3 separate regions of the Mus musculus genome follow, and all the other regions are linked to region 3. Evidence: chromatin contacts called from public promoter capture Hi-C data. All regions are on one chromosome and are shown on one strand. The core of a region is the stretch at or near the end of the contact, and the rest is flanking DNA. Distances in the headings are between cores, read along the strand shown.

Region 1 (3,207 bases), core at 360-2,859, 100 kb before region 3:
CAAAAATTTCAAAAAACAGACAGAATATTATTATTATTGGAAACCCCCACAACTGACCTCATGTAATGAGAACAAGAAAATATTTAGAGTTCTTTTCATTACTCATGGGTTAACATGGTATTGCACATCAGTGTACCAAAGAAAACATGGTAAGGGAATTGGATCTGTAGGTCTCAGGTTCTTAAACACAATGTGTAATTATTTTCAATAATAACATATTATGAATTTACCTTAAAAAAATCTTGCCTTTTCAACCACCCCCACAAATGTACACGTATACAATGCCAAGCCAGTCAATGTCAGTAATAGGTTTTTTAAGATAAGCAAATAAAGTGAATTTATATGACAAGACCCCCACTAGCCCAGCACTTGGCACACATGAAGAAATCGGTCAGAAATCTATGATTTAAGTTGAATATTGATACTCATCTTTTAAATGCCATATGTATCAAAGAGCAGATTAACATCCCATGGGCTTTTCATACATTGACTATCCCCACTTTCTGTTTCACAATAGCAAGTGCTTGGGAACATAACTGAATATCTCGTGGAATCCTTCCCAGGGGATCAGGGATTATTGAGAGCATTAGGTCCACTGCTAACAAACACGCAACAGTGATTCCAACAGGAGAGGGGTCTGTTCCTAAAGCAAGAATGTTGGTGCGTGCAATAGGTGTATGAAATAAATGCTGTGTGACAGCTTGCTCTCTGACGGCCTAGGGTCACAGGAGTAGCAGCAAAAGAGATTGGTAGCTTTCACAGTATTAGTAGCTTTTTTTTTTTTAAATAGATGTTGCAGACTTCCTCTTAACCCAGCTGGCTCGCAAATAATCGAGACTACTATTATACTTATTTAACAAGCTTTAAGGGCACAACAACTGAGCAATATCACTCTATTTTAATCCTCTAAGCCCATCTGGCTACCTCCCAGGCAAAGTCCTAGTGACACTTGCCTTTTAGTACTGATCTGGCCCTCTGGTCTGTAGGTGTCTTCTCATGGTCTTGCCTGGACTCTTCCAGTGGCGAATCCCTATTTCCTTTCTCTTCTTCCCCTTCCCCTGGATGGGAGGACGTCCATCCCTATTTTCTCCCTGATCAGTCATTGGCTGAGCAGCTTCTTTATGGACCACTCAGGGAACAGTTGGGGAGCAATGTTTACACAACACTGAGACAGGAGAATCTCAGAATAAGGATTGCAACCAGACACAGGGCACAGAAACCAGCATTTGAATAATCAGGGTGTCTTTACACAGTACACAATAACATTATCCTACATTATACAAACATTTATCTTCCTCCTGTGACCCCTCTGTCTCCCCAAAGGCTGTTGGCCACCAGCCTGAGGGGACAAAGGGAGCAGAAGTGGAGAACAGGATTGGACAGTGGGGAGTATGAGTGGAATGACCTCTGGAGACCACTGCAGAGAGACAAGTCTACTTTATTGTTTCAGGGATAGAGTATATAAGGGCCTTTTATGGGTATGGGTGGAAAGGGCTAATTGGTCTTGACATCAGGCGATCAGGTAAAGGGCTGATTGGTTATAATACAGCAACTAATTATCATGTGGGCAGGAAGCCAGAGTGGACCTGTGTGCTGGGTTACACAATCTTGCAGAAACCCTGTACAAGGTCACTTTTCAGACCAGGCCAGCCACCTGTGTTCAAGGACACTCTCCAGACCAAGACAGGCAGAGACAGAGAAAAAGCCCCACTAAGAAAGGGAGTCTCCCATTTTGTGTTGAGATCAGAAAGGCAGAAGGAGAAAGTCTGAAGCTCGATTGCAGACAGAAAAGTGTCTCGTTCCCCAGACAGAGATTTCACAGAGTTCTTACAACTTTACCACCTTGCTGAAGAGGTAGAGCTGAGACTATGGCGGGTCTATAATGGCCCACACCTTCACTGTGCCTGCTTAGTTATGCAAACCACTTGTCCTCTTTGTAACCTTAAACCTCATGTCAATATCCCTGACTAGACCTTTCTTTCTTTTTTTAAAAAATCATTTTCTTGTCTTTGTGATGTGACTGCTTTGAACAAATCCCTATTCTCTGCCTTTCGATACTCCTTGTCTCTTTGATTGGCACATTAGGGTGGACTGCTAGCCCTAGCTTACTGGGGGCAGCCAGAGCCCAGCCTCTGACCCTAAAAAAATGTCTAAAACCAACTCTTGACATTTCTGAAGATGAACCCTCACTTCATGATTTAAAATGACAGAATTCCAACGACCACACCTTAGTTTGACACACACCGAGGAAAGAAAAAAGATAAAAAGGCATGGAGAACTGTTTCTGCTGTTATCTAAGGTAATTAACTGGAGGCACTATTTAAGTCCCAGTAGCTATTGGAATGGGAGAGGGTATTTTCTAAAACAGAACTTGGGGTATTATCTTACCTTCAAGATAGAAAATGGATAGTAGAGCAAACGCAGACATTTGACACGATTTGGCATGAATTTGATATGATTTTCCAAGATTCAAAATTTAAGTACTTTCTAAGACAATGCCTGAGAGTGGAGCTAAGAACAAATTCAATCCCATAGGCTTGATATGAGTACTATATTATATAATATACTTTAAAAAGTGTAACACTTCTGGTAGGAATAAAATTTGACAAAACCCTATTATTCGAAGGTTATCATCTACTCTGTCAGATTCGATCACTAGGATATTGTCATTGTACTTTTCACAGTGTTAGAAAAGTGATTCTAAAATTCATGTAGAAGCACAAAGGACTGAACACTCAGAGCAACCCTATTGCCTTTAAAACAAAACCCCAAACGTTCGATTTACCAAACGACGATGCAGGAGCCAAACTGTGGTGAAAGCTACCTAGCTCAGAGACGCAGAGACAGCACCCAGCTGACCTTCCTACTCCATCAATATCCAAAAAGAAAAGAGTTATTTTTTTTCTGCTTCATATTGTCTTAAATATCCTTCAACCCAAAGACCCTCTTTTCTTTTTCCTAGGCTTTCTTATGTTCCCTCCCTGTCACCTGGTTGCTCTTTTGCCACTTTACCTATGGCTGACTTTATTTAACCCTGTTTACAGGAAGCTTGTTGAATTAATGGTGTGTGCTAGGGCTGAGCCACACTACACAACCTGTTTACAATCAATAGAAAGCTCTTGGATAAAAGGTGTGTGCTAGGGCTGAGCCATGCCACAACAATGCGTTTCAAGTTCACAATCTAGGGGTTTGTACAATGTGATCAAA
Region 2 (3,719 bases), core at 1,097-3,596, 67 kb after region 3:
TTGATCCCTGACAGTGACCTTCTCTCCATAGGTGCTGCTGAAGGGGAGCAGCACAGGGGACACCCCGGGGTTCCTGGGGTACTGTCCTCAGGAAAATGCTCTGTGGCTCAACCTGACAGTGAGGGAACACCTGGAGATATTTGCAGCCATAAAGGGGATGAGAAAAAGTGACGCGAACGTGGCCATCGAAAGGTACACAGGGCCTGCACCTGTTCACTTTCTGAACCCTCGTGATGGGGGAAAGGCTCACTCACAGGAAACGTGGAACTGGGCTTCCTATTGCTTGACTATGTGGGGTAGAGAAAACTTCCAAAGTTTTATTCACTTTCATTTAAAAGATGGAGGGGAGATGGTCAGTATTCAATAGTAAGTGATTGAGTGTACTTTAGATATAAACTAAATTGCAGAAGTATTTGAACACTGTGCCAACAATTTAAAATCGGTAAGTGCCTCTCTCTTCATCACAGGGAACATAGCTTTTGTCAGCCTGACCCTGTTGAAAGTTTCAATGCATTTCTTGAACTACCTTCCTGGTGCCAATGCCTCCATCTTGGCCAGGCTCATTGCCCCACCCTCCCATCATCTCTCTTCACCATGGAGAGGATGGTGATGTTCCACTGTCTCTCTTCAGGTTGGCAGATGCGCTCAAGCTGCAGGACCAGCTGAAGTCTCCTGTGAAGACGCTGTCAGAGGGAGTGAAGAGAAAGGTATATGCAGGACTCAGGGGAAGGGCTTCGAGCACACCTCAGGGAGGCACACTTGAGGTGATGCCTCATGGGCTGTCTCTCTTGTTACAGCTGTGCTTTGTGCTGAGCATCCTGGGGAACCCTTCTGTGGTACTTCTGGATGAGCCATCCACCGGGATGGACCCCGAGGGGCAGCAGCAAATGTGGTGAGGATCTACCGCTCTCATGGTGGTAGGGAGTTCATGAATTGTGTCAGTATTGTTAAACAAACATAAATAAATGTGGTCAACACCATCCATATCCCTAAAAACTATTATTTTGGGAGAAAACGTACTTATGTTTCCTGGTGGTTTACAATCAACTTCCATGAAGGAAAATTAAGCTTAGGAGAATTGAATCCTTTTGTTCGGTCTCATAGACAGTCCCTTTCTACTCAGAATGTTTGCTCTCAATCATCCTTCTTCTAAGTGTTTTCTCTTGACAGCCTCTGCTGTGTCACCAGTGTTTCTCTAGCAATCGACTTGACAGCCCTCTTCCTCCGTGCCTCCATCTTGCTTGGTCTGCATTGATTATTTCTCATCTCTGCCTCGTGGCATCTCCTCTCTCCTTTGTCCAGAAGAGTCGGGGGACTTCTGTTCATCACAGTTCTTCTCTTGACAATATAGGCAGGCTATCCAGGCCACCTTTTCAAACACAGAACGGGGCGCCCTCCTGACCACCCATTACATGGCAGAGGCTGAGGCTGTGTGTGACCGCGTGGCCATCATGGTGTCTGGGAGGCTGAGGTGGGTGCCTGTTTTCATCCCACTTGTGTCCACTCTGTGATGATCAGATGAAACGAATTTGCTTTTAAAGAAAATCAGTGTTCATGGGTAAGAGTTGGAGTTGCCACTTCCCTACTAACAGTGAAGAAACCTATTTGGGAGCCTGAGTGGCGATCTGCGCATGCTCACAGGCACCATCCCCACATTTGTCTTCTGCTTTGTTATTCCTATTCCTGACCCAGATGTATTGGATCCATCCAACATCTGAAGAGCAAATTCGGCAAAGAATATCTCCTGGAGATGAAGGTGAAGACCCCCTCGCAGGTGGAGCCCTTGAACACGGAGATCATGAGGCTGTTCCCCCAGGCTGCTCGGCAGGAAAGGTAAGCACAGTTTCGGGGTTGTGCTTGTGAATGTATTTCTGTCGGTCAGTCTGTCTGTCTGTCCACATGAGTACACATGTCTGCCAACATGAGTACACATAAACACACACACACACACACACACACACACACACACACACACACACACACACACACGCTATAGGCCACAAGTCAATATCCCTTGCCTTCCGTTATCGTCCTCTGTCTTATCGTTTGAGACGGCGTCACAGTGTCTTTCCCTGAGCTGAGCTGAGCTGAGCTGAGCTGAGCATCTTGCTACACTGGCTTGCCAGCAAGCTCTAGGGATAAGCCTGTTTCTGCTCAAGCTCTCTCCTACCCCCAGCCAGTACCGGATTACAGACACACTTAGCCACATCCATTTTCTGTGAGTTCTGAGTTCATAAACTTAAGTCCTTCCTCATGCTCGCATGGCAGACGCCGTCCTGGCTGAGTCATCCTCCCAGCCCACAGTTGTTGTTTTTGATCTAGCAAAGCACACCCACTTTCCCCTGGGATTTGTTTGGCTTGGGAGACACTGTGGGTCATGTTTACACTGCAAGAAAACCTCAAAGAGGTCACTGAAGTGTGGATGCTGCTTGGAGTCTACTAGAGAACAGAGGGCTGGTTGTAAATCTGAAGTCACATGGGTGTGGCCCAACTATATGGCAGATTCTTTCTAGGTCTTAGGCTACCCGATTGTCACCCTGATCTTTAAAAGTTAGAACCGTTTTAAGCCAATGAGCACGCCTGAGTAAGACTTGGAGTTGCCCTGTCCTTACTTAACAGGGAGGAGACTCTAACTTGGGTGTGGTGATGCAGTGGTGACATAAGCATGGTCACAGGTACCTTTCCCACATTTGTCACATGCCTTTGTAATTCCTATCCCTGCTCCAGATATATTGGAGCAACCTAACACCTAAAGAGCAAATTTGCCATAGACTATCTGCTGGATGAATTGCTTGGGTAAAGACCCAGTACTTATAGGAATAAACTAATTGTATTTCACCAGTGTCTTTACTAATAGAAGCTTCATACAGACACAGTAGGATAATAATGACGGCGTGGACTGATGAAAGAGCGTAACTCTTATTTTTATTCTGTTTGTAAGAGCCCTAATTCTGTATAAACTAGATCGCATAATCAGTAAACACTGCTGGTGAAATAGAACGCTCTGTAAATGAAAGGAAATAAATTCTTTGACGTGAAATCAGTCTGTTGTGATTATTAATCTGCCAACAATAGGTGCCTGACCAGCAACTGATGAACTCTGGGACCTTCTCAAGAAATTGTGGTTTCGTGTCCTGAGGACTCTCAGGGTTCCCTTTGGTGAGAATAGCATTGAGAGTTGGGGGAGGAGGTGCCTAAATGTGGACTCTGCACTGAATAAGTAGATTCCTACCCAGTGTAGAAATTCTAGGAAGCTGTGGTATGGTAAAAGGAGCCTGTGTTCCCAGTCGAGACTGGGTGGGAAAGAACAGTCTCAAAACGTTGCCTAGACAGGCCCTGCATGGGTCCTTCCAAGGAGCCTGAGGTACTGAACTCACTCATCTTTCCCTCTCTTCCTTCTTGTCAACTGGCCGGCTTCAGTGGCCCCACTCTCAGAGATTCAATTATGCCAAAGAGTCGTATATATGAAAAGAAATGTAGTGGGTGCCATAGATGTTAAGCCACATGCTTAGAGACCAACCCAGCCTTCCTTTCTTCCCAGGTACTCTTCTCTGATGGTCTATAAACTGCCCAGGGAAGATGTGCAACCTTTATCCCAGGCCTTCTTCAAATTAGAGACAGGTAAGAGACTAGTTAGAGATCAGACTCTGAGATCAAATAGTTCCAGAACTTAAAAGAGCCCACAGCGGTGAGAAATTGAATCGGCACATTCTGGCTAA
Region 3 (3,730 bases), core at 1,052-3,551:
GACCCAGGAAAGACCATGTTAAAAACCTGAAATAACTGTTTCTCATCCAGAGCTCTGATAAACTGTTAAAACATTGTTTCTCCTCCTGTGGGTCATGACCACTTTGCCAGGGGTTGTATATCTCATATTTACATTATGATTCATACCAGTAGCAAAATTACAGTTATGAAGTAGCAATGAAAATAATTTTATGGTGTGTGGGGGGTCACCACAACATGAGGAAGTGTATTAGAGGATCAGAACAGCAGGAAGGTTGAGAACCACCGCTGACCCCTGTGAACTAGGCCAAGTTCTCTGTCAAGCCAATGGTGTCACAGTCTTATCATCTTCATACAAAAATAAAACAAAACAAACAAACAAAGAAAATCCCCCAGTTTTTCTTAATATACGAGTTTGGGGGTTTTGCTCTCAGAACACTGGGCAACTTAAAAAAACATTGTTTTTGAACAAATTAGTGGATTAGTAAAAAAAAAGATGGCCAGTATGAAATAGTGTAGTGGAGATGTTGCAATAACATTTATCGTGTAGTTCATGGCTCTTTGCATGTTTACAAGACAGCCCCAGCAGAGTGTTGCGCAATAATCTATAAATCATTTCTCTGAGGGAAAAAGGGAAAAATCGAAAAAAAAAAAAAAAAAAAAAAAAAACCTTCGACAAAGCAAATGTGGCAGGCTTCTGGAAGTGAAGTGAAGACTCTTTTCAAAGACGGCAGCAGCAGTTATGGAAGAAACAGTCATTTCTTTGAACACCCTGACAGGGAAGCTTAAAATGAGAACAAAACCATAGGCATGAATTCTTACTGAGCAGCAAACCCTCCCCAGAGCTTTCGAGAGTGTATTCCAACCAGCGATAGAGAAACCATCTGAGAATTCTGAATAGGTAAGGTCCCCAGAGATTCAAATGCATTTGCTTGGTTTATGAATTAAAAATTGATGGGTTAGGTTGTATAATCTTGGAGACTACAGAGAATGTTATCTGAAGTCATAAGTAGTTTTTGAAGACTCGTATTTTCAAAGTTCACTGACACACAGAAACTAATTTTTGGTTTTTTTTTTCTTTCTTTCTAGCTATGAAAACGAAAAAGAATTTTCTAAATATTAGCTGGGCAGTGGCTCACGCTTCCCTTCTTACTAAAATCTCTCTATTAAGCTGTGACTTGTCTAACTCGGGTCCTTTTAGGCTGCCTTACTTTTGGTTTTCAATCTCCTATACGTAGCTGAATGTTGTTCTGAGTGAATGTTGTTCTGAGCCATACTTCCCAAGACCCATAACGTTAGCATTTCTTCTAGGCTACAGTTACCAGGTGTGCCTGACTCACTGTAAAAGGGGCTGCTCAACCCCTCCTCACTCACTTCTCTTGCTCTCTTGCTCTCTTATCCTCTTTCCCCTTTGACCCTTCTCTCGCCATTCCCTGTGCTCATGGCCTCTACTCCTCTCTCTCTCTCTCTCTCTCTCTCTCTCTCTCTCTCTCTCTCTCTCTCTCTCTCTCTCTGTCTTTCTCTATCTCTACTCCCTCAACTCCCCCTCCCCATGCCATGAATAAACTCTATTCTATACTATACTATAACTGGTACCTCAGGGGGAAGGGATGCCTCAGCATGGGCCCCCAGAGGCATCCCCTTCCCCGACACCATATCGCACCTCTACCAAACATACCCTTCGCTGCTGCTTCTTCTTCTTCTTCTTCTTCTTCTTCTTCTTCTTCTTCTTCTTCTTCTTCTTCTTCTTCTTCTTCTTCTTTTTTATAAAACACAACACATAATGTTGAGCACATTTTAAAGATGGAGTCTATTGACTGATTCTGGCCAGAGCAGGAACTGAGGAAATGGACAGGATGGAAGATATGATATAGGAAAAAAATCAAGATATTGCTTTCTAGGCTGTTTGAAACATAATTAGAATATCTGCCTCAACATGGCAGAATAAGTCCAGAGCTCAGAGCCTTTTAAGGGACAATATTTTATTTTATTTTATTTTATTTTATTTTATTTTTTGAAATCTGTCAATTTCTTTTGGGGGAGGGCCCAGAAAAGTTACAAATTTGGACTCCCTCGGCAACACAGATTTTTCTGACACTATAATTAGTCAAATGAGTAGGGTTGGCAATTCTCTGCTGTGGGAACTGGCTGGAAGTCAATAAAAAAGAGATTTGTTCGAGAATGGTCACGTGAATACAGTGCTCAGCAGGCCAAGAAAATTACAACCACAATCTTCCTCCAAAAGCAGTCAGGCTGACTGGGAATGCTCAAAACAGGCAAACAGAATGAAAGCAATACAGATGTGATAGAGACCGGGGAGAAGTAGAACCCATTCTCTTGGAGTGGGGAAACAGAGGTAAGCCAAGACTCAGGATACTTTCTTCGGACATTCCAAATGTAAGTTCCTTTTTGCTTCTGTTTGGTTTGTATTACGTAACTATAAGTGAGATTTCATTTACTCAATGAGAACTTTTTAGGGAGAAGTTATTATTTATTTTTCTGCACAGAGTTTTAGTGTTTCTGGGTTTATTTTCCTGTGGTCTGCAAGGGGAAGTTGTGGGTAGTTTTAAAGACATTGTCATATTTTCTAGTTTTAAGTAAAGATGTGGGAATGTGCCTGTAATGTGTTAGTAATGGTGAGAAATGTAAGCAGGTCTTCTGGAAGCATTTTCTGTGTGAATATGAATGTGAATCTGCTGCCCAGCTGCAGTTAGACACACACATGTGCATGAACTGTACAGTAACTGGCAGGCATTTCCAATACACTTTCTCTCTAATCCTGAGAAGTCTTTAGTATGGCATTTAGAGAAATGCTTTTATGTCTCAGCCTGTTATTCTCAGACTTACAGGTTGTTTGTCTATTTGTTGGTTTTGTTTTGTTTTGTTTTGTTTTGTTTTTAACATAAGATTCTTTCCTGCACGTTTTTATTTGTTGGGTATGATGTATTGAATCATACTGAGGCATGTGCCACTTCACTACAATGGCATTACTTCAAATGTCATACCCTTTGCTGTCGGCAGGAGTTTGCAGTAAACAGGGTTTTGTTGATTGGCACAGAGTCAATAACATTCACTCACGCTGAAGCAAAGCCTTCAGTTTTACTTGTACATGAGCTAGCATGGATCTAGGAACCAGAGAAGGAAGGAAAAGCAAACAAGAGGGACGTTTTACCGAGCTTATTTATGCTGCATGGCTGATTTGCAGTGGAACTCTGAGATAGAGAGTTAGTCTTAGTTCTGGCTACAAAGGGCTGTGGCTGCTCCCTTGACTGGTTCAAGTTATCCCATCTCTCTAAGAATGTTCCCGTTGCCCGGAGCAATTCTTGGGGCTTCTGGACACCCTGACTTAAAACATTTATTTATTTATTTATTTATTTATTTATTTATTTATTTATTTATTTGTTTTTGCTAATACTACATTCTTCTCCATTTGTCAGCCCAAAAGGCTTTCTGATATCTTTTCTCCACCCTTTTGTACGAAGACTTGCCTCTGAGCCTTATTATATAACCATGTGTTGTTTTCTTCTCTGGAAATAAGCTGTGAGTGGCTACTGTGCAACTACTGCCCAATGGGACTGTCCCATCAACTCTACACCTGAATTTTTATCCTGGGAAATAGGCATTTCTCTGTTTGAACTTGTCTCATGACTGGGATGATAGCATCATGCAGGGAAACTTCTATTCTCTATCTGTATGGCAATATCCCAATATCCCATCACAACATGGTCGACCAGTTTTAGGCAACATGTTGG

Evidence for each region. Promoter capture Hi-C pulls out the DNA fragments that hold promoters and counts their contacts.
Region 1: a contact with region 3 is called in a promoter capture Hi-C map of liver. The contact joins the enhancer-like site here to the promoter of Abca8a in region 3. A contact is called at or near these places in 7 of 39 promoter capture datasets (the C10 cell line, cranial neural crest, embryonic stem cells and 3 more) and 2 of 9 other capture datasets (adipose tissue and liver).
Region 2: a promoter capture Hi-C map of liver shows a contact between it and region 3. The contact joins the enhancer-like site here to the promoter of Abca8a in region 3. A contact is called at or near these places in 3 of 39 promoter capture datasets (the C10 cell line, liver and macrophages), 2 of 484 Hi-C or Micro-C datasets (liver and nephron progenitors), 1 of 115 datasets of contacts at active chromatin or transcription factors (pancreatic cancer cells) and 2 of 9 other capture datasets (adipose tissue and pancreatic islet).

What each region holds. Positions count from the first base shown.
Region 1 is chr11:110,197,478-110,200,684 of GRCm38.p6, reverse strand. All of the region lies in intron 23 of Abca6 (ATP-binding cassette, sub-family A (ABC1), member 6), which reads left to right. Among named protein-coding and RNA genes, the nearest start is that of Abca9, 31 kb to the right of the region's middle. Within about 2 kb of position 1,609, at least 5 of the 459 cell types and tissues checked have an H3K27ac peak or open chromatin away from gene starts, as enhancers often do. A contact at or near this core is called in liver, where this site is marked.
Region 2 is chr11:110,028,033-110,031,751 of GRCm38.p6, reverse strand. It overlaps Abca8a (ATP-binding cassette, sub-family A (ABC1), member 8a), which reads left to right. Exons shown (of 39, transcript NM_153145.4): 32 at 32-192; 33 at 632-707; 34 at 798-892; 35 at 1,352-1,471; 36 at 1,693-1,833; 37 at 3,542-3,621. Among named protein-coding and RNA genes, the nearest start is that of Abca8b, 34 kb to the right of the region's middle. Within about 2 kb of position 2,346, at least 58 of the 459 cell types and tissues checked have an H3K27ac peak or open chromatin away from gene starts, as enhancers often do. A contact at or near this core is called in liver and pancreatic cancer cells, where this site is marked.
Region 3 is chr11:110,094,508-110,098,237 of GRCm38.p6, reverse strand. It overlaps Abca8a (ATP-binding cassette, sub-family A (ABC1), member 8a), which reads left to right and starts at 2,301. Exons shown (of 39, transcript NM_153145.4): 1 at 2,301-2,375.